Regions from separate parts of the Sus scrofa genome. Here region 1 is linked to region 2. A link is a contact called in public targeted proximity ligation data. All regions are on one chromosome and are shown on one strand. The core of a region is the stretch at or near the end of the contact, and the rest is flanking DNA. Distances in the headings are between cores, read along the strand shown.

Evidence for each region.
Region 1: a targeted proximity ligation map of skeletal muscle shows a contact between it and region 2. A contact is called at or near these places in 1 of 47 Hi-C or Micro-C datasets (liver) and 2 of 2 datasets of targeted methods (alveolar macrophages and skeletal muscle).

Annotation. Positions count from the first base shown.
Region 1 is chr4:16,536,654-16,540,625 of Sscrofa11.1, reverse strand. The region is part of intron 1 of ZHX2 (zinc fingers and homeoboxes protein 2); the gene reads left to right. Among named protein-coding and RNA genes, the nearest start is that of ZHX2, 15 kb to the left of the region's middle.
Region 2 is chr4:16,317,232-16,321,340 of Sscrofa11.1, reverse strand. All of the region lies in intron 1 of DERL1 (derlin 1), which reads right to left. Among named protein-coding and RNA genes, the nearest start is that of DERL1, 8.9 kb to the right of the region's middle.

The sequences.
Region 1 (3,972 bases), core at 371-2,870, 220 kb before region 2:
GGGCCAAGGGGCCCTGTAAGTGGCCTGGGTTATGACCATATCAGCTTGCTGGTCTTTTGGGATTCGGGAGGGATGCGCTGACTGATCCTGATAGGGGGCTTGGGGAATCCCATCAAGGCTTCTGGATAGAGAAGGTCTGTTTCAGTTGCAAAAATGATGGAGATGATGGGAGCCTTCTTGCTCGGTTTGGTCAGAAGCCACGTAGATTCTGTGCAAGGCTAAGTAGACACATCTCTCTTAACAACTGGAGCTCAGTGGTCCTGCCCCAGAGGAAGGCGGCTTGCTGGCCCAACCACAGGACCAAAGCCGCTCAGACCTGGCTGGTGCCCTCCCCAGCCCTGCACACACACCATGCCTGGCACACCCCTGCTGGCACACCGTGTGTGAGGACCATGACAAGACCTCAGACTTGCTGGACAGACGGGCTTTCCACTTGGCTTCCCGCACCCCATCTCCCAGCCCCCACCACCTGAACCCCTAGCCCTGGCTGAGGACTTGCTCAATAAATAGCTGTTTAATTGATGAACAGAATTGAATAAAAAGGAATCTGTGTGTGTTGAAATAGGAGGGGGAGTCATGCTTGGCCTGACTACCCAAAAGCGGATGGAAACTCTTCCAAAGTTGGGCTTTTGTTGTTGTTGTTGTTTTTCGGGGGTTTTTTTGCATCTGGTTTTTTCAATCAGAGGGAAGGAGGAAGTCTTACTGGAAGGAAAACATGTCTTGGCATCTGTCACCATTCTCTCCCCGCCTGCACTCCACTGACGTGTGGTTCTCAAACGCCAAATCCGATTGTGTTCCACTAACCTAAAAGCCCCCTGGTCAGCATTGCCCAGGAGTCATCATAAAGTCATCATGAACCTTTTAGGGGCTTTGCAGGGAGCAGAAACAAGTTAAAGGGGTCGGTGGGATGTGGTGGGAGTGGGTCAAAGTAGAAAAAGCATACATCCAGTCTCAAGGGACTCAAAATCAAAAAATTTCACGTGGGCTTTCCTGTCTGTTCCAAGGACTGCTGCTTAGTACCTTCTAACCTGTAGGATCGAGTCCAGATTCCTGACCTTGGATGGTGGCTCTTTGAGAGCCAGCCTCTAGCCACCAGGCCTATTTTGCCACAAGCACTTCCCCTCTGCCATGTGCGCCACACTTCAGCCGTGCGTGACCGACCTCTGAATCCTGGCTGTGCCATCCTCTCTCTCTTTTCTTTCTTTTTCCAACCGGAGGTCCTTCCGCCCAGGACGATTCATCCCCTAAACTTAGCAAAAGCTACTCGTTCCTGCTGGAGGGTTATTGCTGTCTCTTCTGAGAATGTAGTGTGCCGTGGAAATAACCCCTTAGAAATCTGAGCGTGTGGGTTTTGAGCAGCTGGCACATCTGTCTCCCTGAAAAACTCTGAGCCACCCCTCCACCCCAAGGCCAAATTTCCTCTGTCTTCTGATTCCCAGCACCAGCCCAGGGCTGGCCCACCAAGCAGGTTCAAAACGAACCTCTCTGGAGTGACTGGATGGCTCTATACGGGAGTGAATGATTCTTTGCCCAAAGCCTGTTTGGGAGCCTGTGTTCTGGGCCAGCATGAGGGTAGTTAAATAGACTTGGCTGCCCACTGCTGCCCCTGGTGGCTGGTCCTTGACAGTGTTTGGAGAGACAGACCCTGGACCATTTCGTCACAGGAAGCGGTCAGGGACGCTTCCTTCCCAGGCTGCCTTTGTCCCAGCTTTGGGACCTCTTGGCCAAATTCTGCCAATCTGCCTGCCTCCCTGGCTCAGCCCCGCTGCCCCATCTGGACAGACATCTGGCTTCTGTGTGCAGCCGGCTCCCCTTCTTTGTTTCCTTTCTGGAACTCCGTGGCCACCTTTTCATGTGGCATCCAGAGCAGTACCCTAGGTGGCACTGGAGAAGCTTTCTACCACTTCCAAGAGTAAGGGGGTTTTTTGGCCGAGTCTGAACTTGAGACCAAACTCTAAAGGTGGTAGGACAGGACAGACCGATTGAGTGTTGCCGTGTGCCAACCCTTGAACCTGGCGTGTTGTATACTCCACCTTGTTTGCTTTGCTTTTATTCCCCCAACAACCCACTTGGTAGAAACCTTTATACCCATTCTACATATGAGGAAATTGAGGCTTTATGAAATGAACTTGATTTAAAACCAGGCCCGAGTGACACCAGCACCCAGGTTCTTGCCACATCACAGCACTGGCGTGTTAGTTAAAGGTTATGAAAGACTCTGTTAAGTGCCTTAATGAACAGGATCCAGAGATGCTGGCCCTGCATGTCCTTTCAGAGTTTGCTATTTTGCTCATACGAGAGCTGCGTGGCGAGAATGCCTAACAGGGCATCTTTTCTCCTTCCCTTGAAAGATGCTTCCTGGCACCAATACAGCTTCTCATTCTCAAGGTATTTGTCCTCATACAGTTTTGTCACCAATTTTTTTTTTTTTCCTCTGGGGAGGGAAGAAAATACTTGTCACAAGAGTGATGGCCAGTTTACTAAAACTCAATCTTACTGGGCCCATCTTAACACAATAGGAAAAACAGGTGTTGAGATTTCAGTCATGTGTGTATTTTTGTTGTTATTGTTTTGGGGAGGGTTTTTTGGTTTTATTTTGTTTTGTTTTTGGCCACATTCAGGGCATATGTAAGTTCCCGGGCCAGGGATCGAATCTGAGCCACAGCTACAACCTACGTCACAGCCACGGCAATGTCGGATACTTAACCCACTGCACCGGGCTAGGGATTAAACCCGCGTCGCAGCAGCAACCCAAGCTGTTGCAGAGACAATGCCAGATCCTTAACCTGCTGTGCCACAGGGCGAACTCCATGTGTGCGTGTTTTAAGTTAATAGTGAATAACTGGCCATTCTGTGACAAACACGCATGAACCCTCTGGACAGGCACTGAGTAAGATGTACAAGTGTCAGGTTAGGCTAAGTTATAATGAAGTGACAAATAAGCCCAATAGCCTAGTGACTTAACCAAGCAAAAATTATTTCTAACCTGCATGAAATACACTTCAGAGACTGAGCTCTTCAAGGCAGCTGTGCCTTAGGGATCCAGACAGCCTAAATTTTTTAGCCACATCGTGTCAAACAATTGGCTTTCAGATCGCTGGAGAAGAGAAATTAAAGGGTCACATACACACTCTTTAAACATGTCACTTGGGCTCACACGGCCCTGCCTCATTGCAAGGGACCTGGAAAGCGTGGGGAGCACGTGAATGTTTGTCAAAGAGGGTGTGTCTCTATCCAGTAAAGTCCCAGGCTGAGTGGCTGTGCTGCTTCTCAGCCTCGCTGAGTCTCAGGGAGCGAAGGACACCAGTGGCACAGCCCAGGCCTGCACGGGGCTCCCTACCACTTAGTCTGGCCACGTTTGACTCTAAGGGTAGTAATCAAGTGTCTCCCCACCAGGGCATCTGGGGAAGTGGTCATGCTGATCCCAAAGGCCACTGAACATGAACGTGAATTTTCTTACAGCGTGTTTACCTTTCTTCCATTTTCTAGAGTGCCAGTATAATTTGGTTCTGCCTGGGGCAGCCAGCCTGGCATAGAAGAAACGAAAATTTAATGAGGGCCTCATTACTGCCAAGCACAAATGACACTGAGCACAGGAGTCACTTTAATGGCTGGTATTTACCACAAGCGAGCATGCATTGTGCCAGGTGGATTCTCAGCACTGGTGGATTAATTTCCGTTCTCCAGGAGTTCCCTGGTGGCCTAGTGGTTAAGGATTTAGGGTTGTCACTGCTGTGGTTCAGGTGTGATCCCTGGCCTGGGAACTTCCGTATGCCATGAGTGCAGCCAAAAATAAATGAATAAGACAGGACCGTTAGAAAAATACTTATATATTCTACGCACCTCCCCTCTGAGAGTTTAACTGTGCCTTTCTTCCCAAGAGAGTCCTGATTATCTGCATGTAATAGATGAGAAAACCGAGGCTCAGAGACGTGAAGGAGCACAGCCAGCTGGGAAGGGGCAGAGCTCGGC
Region 2 (4,109 bases), core at 906-3,405:
AGATATTGCCAAATGCCTGCAAAAACGTTTCACCAAACATTTCCCCCTAAATGGAGATTAATCCTGTTTTCTCTCCACACTCTCACCGTTTAGTGTATTTTATCTTATTTTTTTATTTTTAAGTTATTTCCCCAATATAATTTTTTTTCCTACTGTACAGCATGGTGACTCAGTTTCACATACATGTATACATTCTTTTTTCTCCCATTATCATGCTCCATCATAAGTGACTAGACATAGTTCCCAGTGCTACACAGCAGGAGCTCATTGCTAATTCATTTAGTGTATTTTATATTTTAACCATCATATTTCTAAAATTTTAGCATTTTTTCATTTTTTTGCTAGATTTGCATTTCTTTACGTATTATGAACTGCCCCTTCTCACTGCTGCAATTATCTTCTCGTCTGTCATTAGACTTATGCTTTCGTGTTATTTTTGCCATATTTTGACAGACAAAAGTTTAATTTTACGTAGGCAAATGTATCCATCATGCATCACACTTACAAGTACTCCACTCCAAGACATCAAAGTGCTCACAGATTTATTGTAACACACTCATGGTTCACCCAAGGAGTGAGAAAGAGATTCAATTTATTTTATTTATTTTAAGGGCCACATCCACTGCATGGGAAGTTCCTAGGCTAGGGGTCAAATTGGAGCTGCAGCTGCCAGCCTACGCCACAGCCACAGCAACTCGGGATCCGAGCTGCATCAGCAACCTACACCAAAGCTTGTGGCAATGCTGAGAGATCCTCAACCCACTGAGCGAGGCTGGGGACCGAACCCACATCCTCATGGATACTAGTCAGGTTTGTTAATGCTGAGCCACAATAGGAAGTCTTCAATTTATCTTTCTAGATGGCCCATAATTTCCCCAATCCTATTTACAAAGTAACCCATCTTTTCTCCATTGATTTGAAAAGCTACTTTTATCATATATTTATTCTCTTTTATATGAAAGTCTACTTTTAGATGACTCTGTTTGGAATTAAATTCCAATACCACTAGCAAGCTATTTTAATTTTTAGTTTGGTATGTTTTCTTCTCTGGTAAAGTTGCATTATTAAATAACACCCCTCTCCTGTTTTTCTTCCACTTGTCAATTTTCTTAAGTAGTCTCAACATTATTTTTCTAAATGAACTAGAACCAACATCTTTATTATTTCAATGTGATAATGACAAATTTCCAGCTGGAAAGAAGTCTTTCATAGTTTTTTCCAAGTTTTACTGAAGTATAGTTGATTTACAATGTTGTGATTGCATAGCTTTTTTTTTTTTTTTTGGTCTTTTTAGGGCCGCACCCACAGCATATGGAGGTTTCCAGGCTAGGGGTCAAATTGGAACTACAGCCACCAGCCTACGCCAGAGCCACAGCAACGTGGGATCAGAGACGCCACGTTGTAGCTGCGACCTACACCACAGCTCGAGGCAACACCGGATCCTTAACCCACTGAGCGAGGCCAGGGACCGAACCCGCAACCTCATGGTTCCTAGTCGGATTCGTTTCCGATGCACCACGACAGGAACTCCTGATTTCATAGCTTTTATATACAGTTTTCTATAGAGCTTTTGCTGTCTGTATCTCTTTCTCTCTCTCTCTCTCTCTCTCTCTTTTTGGCTGCGCCCACTGCGTAGAAAAGTTTCCAGGCCAGGCAGGGATCAGACCCAAGCCACAGCAGCGATCCAAGCCACTGCAGTGATGCTGGATCCTTAAGCCGCAAGCAAACTCTTTTTTATACTCAGTCATTAAAGCTGGATTATCTAATTGTTTGTCACATTTGAAAGCTGAGTTTTTGTACTGTCCAAGTATACAACTCTATCTGTAAATAAAATTTCATATCTTATTCTTATCTAATTCACTGGCTAACACCTCCAGAAAAACGTTAAGTAAGAGAGTGAAGAAGACAGCCTTCCCAGATGTGTGGAAACGCCAACATGCTGCTGGCCCCTGGCTTGAGAGCTGTGTGCCTTATTGCACAGCAGAAAAGTCACAGTCCCCACATTAAGGAGGTCTAAATAATGGGGAGTCTGACCGAAGAAGCAAGAATGGGCACAAGGAAGGGAAACTTTGGTCTTGGAAAAATGAGTACAGAGTCTCAAAGAACTGCAAGAGCACAATAAATGAGTGGATATTGCCAACAATTTGGGCGTGGCTGGAACGGAGGGCAGCAGCTGTGGAGCCTGGCCAGACACAGCTGCTAAGTCATGCTGTCCCAGTACAGGCGTGTGACCCAAAGAGCTTAATTCCCTGGAGGAGGAAAATGCACTTGCATACCCCAAAAGTTACTTTCCAACAACCCTGTATTAAATCAGTAAAACAAAATAGGTTAAAATTCATTTTGACTTATTTCCAGTTTTTTTTGTTTGTTTTTTTTTTTCTTTTCACTTTATGTGCACCCACAGCATATGGAAGTTCGCAGGCCAGGGCCTGAATCATAGCTATAGCCACAACCCACGCTGCAGCTACAGCAACGCCAGATCCTTTAACCCGCTGTGCCAAGCTGGGGATTGAACCCACACCTCCACAGCAACCCAGGCCACTGCAGTCGGATTCTTAACGCACTGTGCCGTGGAGGGAACTCTGGTTTATCCACAATTTTATTACGAAATAGTATCGTCTGATGGAAAGAGCACTGGAAATGATTTTCAAGCTATCACTCCCGAGTCTCAATTTCCATTTGTAAAAGAGGAATGATACACTAATACTTGCTCTATTTTGGTTCATGGTCTTAAAACAAAACAAAACAAAACACTGTGTGCTCTTATGCTCATTTACATGCCCTAACTCAGGAGGCGGATTTTTTAGATGAGGAAACAGGATGAGAAAGGGTTAATAAAAGCTAGTAAGTGGCAGAGCTAAAATTTTGTCCCAGACAGCCTGACTCCAGAGTTTACGATACTAAGCCTCTGTTTTCACAATGCCTCTCACAAGTGACATCATTATTATGAGGTATAATTAAAACTAGTAAAAATTTTCAGTCCTGCTATACTACTTGTATAATCCTGGAATGAACTGAGGGTAAGCCCAGAAATTCACTCTCCTTGTTTATGAAAAGCATTGGAGGAAAAGAAGAGAAGCCAGCCAGCCCTAACCTTGGCTCTAGAGAAGCCCTGAGGCTTTGCGAAAGTCTGGACCAGGTTTGCATCCTCATCTACCCAGTAATGTTCGTCCTTTGACACCCATCTTCCTCATCTCACATGTTTTGTAAAAGCTTGGCTCTAAGAAAGTAGATTAAAGCTGTATTTTGTAAAAAAAAAAAAAAAAAAAAAAAAAAAAAAATTCTGTGGGTGGAAGTCAATTATTACAATCTTTTAGGAGACATGTGCTGACCTGATTTTTACGAATTCACATTTTAAATATTCCTCTAAGTTACTCCAGGCCTGATTTTGGAAAAGAATCCTCGGGGTTTTGTTCTGACTATATTTTTCACTCACGCTGATGACACGACACTATTTTTAGCTACTGTGTGCACCTGTGCTTTGGAAATCAGCGGCTGTCAAAATACCCCACTTCTTTTCCCGGTTCATTAAGCTTACCCTTGAGTTATACTTGCCTTCACTGATCTAAGGGACGCAATACTATTTTTGCATTGCTTTAAAATGATAATTTGAAAATACCAGGAGATAGCTCCTCTCTTCAAAAGGACACAGAGTAATTAATATATTTCTGAAATACCCACTGAAGGTTCCCAACTAAATCCCTCCCTCTCCTCTGATATGTAAGCAGGATAAGGAAATGGCTTTCTTTTCAGGGCAAGGAGTGGTGAAGGCCCATTTTCAATCCTAGAAAGTCTGCCCCATCCCTAAAAAGGCAGCCAGGGGCCAGGCAGAGAGCCTGGGACTGCAGGCAAGCATCTTGTTTGAACCCCACAGTAATCCCAGGGCCAGAAGCATAATCCCCCGGCTTTTTCATGAGGAAAGCTGGGCCCTCATGAGAGCTGAGATAACCCGCCCAGAGTTCTGCACGTAACAAGAGCAAGAAGCTCACGTGCTCACTGGCACAGAGGCCTTCAAAGAAACATCAGACGTGTTCGTTAACCACCAATCCAACGTCAACCATCCTTGAATGAAAATCTCCCAAACTGAAATCATTACAAATGCCAGAGGA